Regions from separate parts of the Drosophila melanogaster genome. Here region 1 is linked to region 2. Evidence: chromatin contacts called from public HiChIP or PLAC-seq data. All regions are on one chromosome and are shown on one strand. The core of a region is the stretch at or near the end of the contact, and the rest is flanking DNA. Distances in the headings are between cores, read along the strand shown. Region 1 holds the start of CG34436. Region 2 has its middle 36 kb from the start of lncRNA:CR46077.

Region 1 (2,700 bases), core at 104-2,603, 180 kb after region 2:
AGCCCAAAACGCATATGCCATAAATCCTGAACCCGGACTGAGAGCCAGACAACCGCTCAAACTATGAAACGAAACTTTATTGACCCACAAATAACGTGCAGATAATTACAAAAACAAAGGCAACTGCCCCCAGGAAAACAAATGTGTCCGTTGTGGGGGATGGAAAAAATAGAGAAAATGTACAGCAAAATACAGTACAATAGAACTCGACTTGGAAATATCCAATAAATATAAGTATAGGTATTAAGATAAGTATTAGTATAAGTAGATAAGTAAGTACTATTTAGATTTTGAATATAATAAACACGTTTTTAAGTGTGCTTTTAAGTTTGCATGTACTAATGATCCTGAAACCCCGAGTGACTTGAACATATAGCCAGTCAGACCAACGCACCCTTGATTTCCGAGGGTATAGGGTGTGGAAAAAAAGCAAAATACCATGGCAAAGTGGAAAAACTACTTACAAGTATGTTAACATGCGCAATTGTTGCCGTTGTCCAGCTCCAGACCTCCGGGCAAACTCGAGCCAAGATGGAGGAGCAGCAGCAGAAGCAACAATGCCACGGAAATCTTTTCTTTTCCGGCCACAGTTTTCCCGCACCACCAGTGCGCCACTGTGGGTTTTTCCCAAAGATGCTCAAGTTTATTTGTTGTGGTCATGGCAGAAAGTAATCCAAAAGATAAAATACAATAAAATAAAGGGCCAAGGCGGTGAGTTATGTCCGAACTTGTTGTTGGCCTGCATTGAGCAGTGGGCAGGTCGGATAGACAATACAATACCTTAAAGCAACCCATACCCCCATGTGTTGTCGTCCGTCGAGCCAGTGTGCATAATTTATATGGCGAGCTTCACATGTTTTTGGCTAAATTATTTCCCTGACTCCAAAGCACGTGCTGCTCCACGGTCTCCACCGGACCCACCGGACCCACCGGCCTTCGGGTCAACCGTTTGGGCCATAAATTTAGACGCCTGCCCTGCGACACGCTCTATGACATTATTGAACTTGAAAGGGATGCGGCTGGGCAGCAAAACAATAAGCGGAAAGCGGAAGACTAGGTGCAGTATCAGAGGCCAAGACACACAAAAGCCACTGAATTGACCTTGTAAACTCCGGTTAACTGAAAAATTGTGTGCATGTGTGCTATTTGTGCTACTACAGCTTACCATTGAACCAAAGATACTTAAGAAACGAAATTTTATTACTTAGAATATTTATTTCGTATATTAATGGCTATAATTATGGGAATTTCTTGGGAAATTTCGCTCGAAAATATTATCAAATAAGTCAGTCGCATGGCCTGTGGTACTGAACAAATCTCACAAGTATTTCAGTTGCTTGGCAGCCGTCAGTCGGAATAATGAATTTCGCATCTTGTCTTGCTGTGTTATCATGGATGCTGGCTAATCAGGGATCGGCACAGCTTCTTGACCAGAACTGTGCCGAAGTTTCACGTCTTTCTAATGATATAATATTTAGTAGACCGTGGATGGCACTGGTCTTATTGCCCAATAAAACCTGCAGTGGCGCCCTGATTCACAAATGTTTGTATATAAATGTAGATGAAATTTAATATTTTATTACAATTTAGAATACCATTTTAGACTTTGTGATAACATCAGCAAGCTGTGTTTTCAATCAAGAGAGAGCGTAAGTTCATTTTAATTTTATACTTTTATCATACATAAGCTCTTTCCCTTCAACAGCATCGTCCGCTTGGGGCAGTTGAGCATTAAACAAGAGCATATTGTTAGTTATAGCAGTGATGATTACCATGTGCAAAGTGCCTACATTCATAGGTTCTATGAGAAAAGCAATTTCGAGCATGACATAGCTTTGCTGGAACTTCAGAACGATGTGCTCTACAAGGCCCACATACGTCCAATTTGCCTTTGGTTAGACAAATCTGATATCGACACACAAATGTTTAAAAGATATGAAACATTCCGCTGGGGCATAGATGAGAAGTACATATTGCCTGCGGCCAAGACAAGCAAAATAAAACACATCAGCCAAGTCAAGTGCGAAAATGCCTTCAAATTGTATCCGCAGAATTCGCATATCTGTGCTGGCTATAAGAACAAAAGCAAGTGCGTGGAAACAGGAAGTCCCTTGTTTAAAAAGATACGCTATTACACAAAAATTCGTTACACTCTATTCGGAATTCAGAGTTATGGCGAATCGAGGACGTGTTTATATACCGATGTGACGAAATACATTGACTGGATTATGGGAGTCATTCAAAATGTTAATGTGATAGTGTCGAATGGGGAAAATAGCTACGCTTAAGATTCTTTAATAAACTGATTCAAAATGCAATGACATACATAACGTTTTAGTGGCACATTTATGGTAGCGTGTTTTAGAATTTACATAAATCGAAAGCGAAGGCAATCTGCATTTCGAGAACAATACAACATTACTGATAAGCTTTGACTTTCCGTCTCTATGTTTGTACATTAGATTGTACATACATTGTACACTGAGATTGCTTCAGTGCTTACGAATCAGTTCGTTTGTTAAGATGACTGCGGGATCATTGTGTTTTCTGTTCACTTTGGTGCTAGCACATCAAGGATCGGCCTATTTCTTAGACTTCGAATGCGTTAACCACAAGCCGCATCAGGATGTTTTTAAAGAAACACCTTGGATGGCATTTATTGCATCTCCCACAAAAAACTGTAGCGGAACGCTTATCAAT
Region 2 (2,700 bases), core at 115-2,614:
AAATAATTTTTACGACTTTGCGACTTCATTGCTAGTGACCAAGCGCTCCACACTCCCCCTGAAAGACCCACCCCCCCATTTTTCCGCCGGATAATTGTTGTCTTTGGCCAAAGACGACGACGATGACTGCGAAAAACGTGGCATCATTCGATTGCCGCTCAAAGTGTCGCATACTTTTCTTCACCACGGGCGGTGTCCTCAAGGTTGGCGTGTCGTCCCCACTTAAACCCTTAACGTCATTTCCCTCGGCATTAGGTGGCAACTGTAGATCATGATCATTATACCCCCTGCACAGCACACAGGGCACACTCGCACTCAGAAGTTGTTTGTGACCGGCTTATGCCTGATTGCATTTACTCTGATGGCACGAAGAAGCTCAGCCTTGTCGCCGTCTCAATAACAACTGCAAATGGAATGGGCCAACTTTGCCCCAGTCGAGTCAAATCAAGCGGACACGATTGGCGGCTGCCCCGACTTCTTTTCATGGAGGCTGCTGCCTTGGAGCTGGAACTGCGGTTGCCAAGCAGCCAGAGCTGCAAATGAAATTAAACGCATTGCTACCACCGCAGCTGTCGATGTCTTATCCGCGGCCGCGATACACAGGCCAACATAGATACGCAAGTACTGTGAAATCAAAAGATATAAAAAAGCATATAAATAATAGGAATAATAACTTCTCAAAGCATCAAGGACATACATCAAGGTAGCCACCAGCATTTCTAAGGAATTTCAAGGACATGCAATATCTTCGCATTTTCTATAAGCTCTCACGCAATAGAGATGATGGGCGACATTCTGATTTCTGCAGCATACATTGCGAGTGATCACTGTATCAACATACACTGACAATGTCGAATTTAAATGACGTGCGAAACAAGAATTTAATTTTCTACTTGCGCTAGCAACATGAAAGCCTCCCGGAACTTGCAACCCAAAACCCAACCCCTGTGCCCACAATGCCCCGCCAATGTCAGGCTGTTCCGCTCGCTATTCAATTTTTATTTGCTTCCCGTTCTAGTAGTTGGTTTCGGTTCCCTGCTTTTTTTCGTTTTTTTCGTTTTTCCGGCCTGAGTCGGCTGCTAAAACTCGTCCTCGTCGATGTCGTCGGTTACTAACTCACATCGCTAGACGTTTGGCAAAATGACAAATTTGCAGCGCATGTTGTCTCTCACAAGGGGCGGCGATGGCATGAGCAATGCCACGGCACCGGCCAGGGGGAAAGGGGCCGGGCAGCAAGGATCCGGGGCGTAGGCCGTGGAGGGTAAGGACATCAGGACATCAGCCAATGGCGCGGCAGTGGGTTTTAGTTTCAGTTACCCTCCCCCCGTTCGACGTTTGTGTGCCAAAATGCGTTGCCTACTTTCGGGCCTGGCATAATGAAATTCCAACTTTTGACTTATTGACGACGACAGCGAGAACGAAAACGGAACGAGGACGCCGCCTGCTCCGCTTGTTGTGGTTACCGCTGCCGGCGTCACAGCGACGCTTGCGCCATGTCCTAACCATCCCCAGCTACTATGGCAACATTCTTGCCAATCATGTCAAATCATAGACCAGTCTCACACCGACCGTAAGTGTGTGAAATCTCTAACATCTACACCTGCGGATATCTTAAACGCCCGCATAACGTTTAAGGCTAAATTCTAAAATAACTTCTGTGGTAGTAGCTTTCACAAATGTCACGCTCATCAAGCTGCGCGCAGTTTTAATTACAAGCGCATTGGCGAGCAAACGACAAAAGCTTATTAGTTAGCATGATGCTATCATTTGCACAAAAGGCAACTGGAGACCCAGTCGAGATGAAAATTCCATCGATACTTGTCAGATCCAACTGAACCGGGAACAAAAGTGGCTGCGAGGCAGCTGGGCGCTCGCCTTTCAAACGAAACTCAAAACTGAGTCTCCATGATCCAGTTGCATGTTAATTAAGTACATTTTTCCGGTGCGGACCGAGCGGGGGGGTGAAGGCCAACAACAAAGGGTTGACACAACAACAACGGGAACAAGCCGGGAGCCGAAGCAGAACCAAGCTGATAATTAAGGCCTGAAGAAGTCCCTTTTGTCTACGGCATATTAGTTGCATTTACAAATAACTTTAAATTGGCCAGGGCCAAAAAGCGAACTATGGCCATGTTCAACTCAGAATCAGATTCAGATTCGTTTCGTTTCCTTTCCGTTTTTAGCTTAGTCGGTCTAAGCGGCTCAGCACTGCAGTTATAATAACTGGCTGTGCAACTAATTTGGTTGCGATTCCCCAATGTCCTGCCGGCCAGGACTCGACTTTTAATGAATGTGCGAGAGCCAGAGCGAGGCAAAAGAGTGAGTGAGTGAGTGAATGCGAGAGTATTGTGCATAAATTCGTGTTTCTCGTATCTGCAGGCGCAGGAAATTGCGCAATTTTCTAGATGTTTTCACCCAGAAATTTTTCCGAATTTTCCTTTTTGCATCTTCTTTTTGGGCTCTTTTGTCTTGCAGTCCACGGGCTGCAGGACTTACGCCTCAGTGCGTTGTACCTCCGCCTCGCTCGGCATTCAATGAAAATTAATTTTAATTGACTTTCGCTAAAGCGAGTTGGCGCTGTGGCTGGTGCGGGGGCGTAGGCAGCTGGCTCTGGGCCATGTCAATATTTACATGCCACGCATAAATTATCTACACATTTAGGCACACGCATTAGCCACCACAATGGCCAATTTCCGAGGC

What was found. HiChIP or PLAC-seq counts read pairs in DNA pulled down with a chosen protein or histone mark.
Region 1: an H3K27ac HiChIP or PLAC-seq map of the Kc167 cell line shows a contact between it and region 2, with 6 times the contacts expected there. The contact joins the promoter of CG34436 here to the enhancer-like site in region 2. A contact is called at or near these places in 7 of 107 Hi-C or Micro-C datasets (the Clone 8 cell line, the Kc167 cell line, the S2 cell line and 4 more) and 1 of 6 datasets of contacts at active chromatin or transcription factors (the Kc167 cell line).

Annotation. Positions count from the first base shown.
Region 1 is chr3R:28,281,227-28,283,926 of dm6, forward strand. CG34436 reads left to right here and starts at 1,354. Exons shown (of 3, transcript NM_001104484.2): 1 at 1,354-1,543; 2 at 1,604-1,649; 3 at 1,706-2,322. The coding sequence starts at 1,360. The coding sequence ends at 2,288. CG34437 reads left to right here and starts at 2,493. Exons shown (of 3, transcript NM_001104485.1): 1 at 2,493-2,700. The coding sequence starts at 2,524.
Region 2 is chr3R:28,100,692-28,103,391 of dm6, forward strand. No RefSeq gene overlaps it. Among named protein-coding and RNA genes, the nearest start is that of lncRNA:CR46077, 36 kb to the right of the region's middle. Within about 2 kb of position 1,365, at least 11 of the 39 cell types and tissues checked have an H3K27ac peak or open chromatin away from gene starts, as enhancers often do. A contact at or near this core is called in the Kc167 cell line, where this site is marked.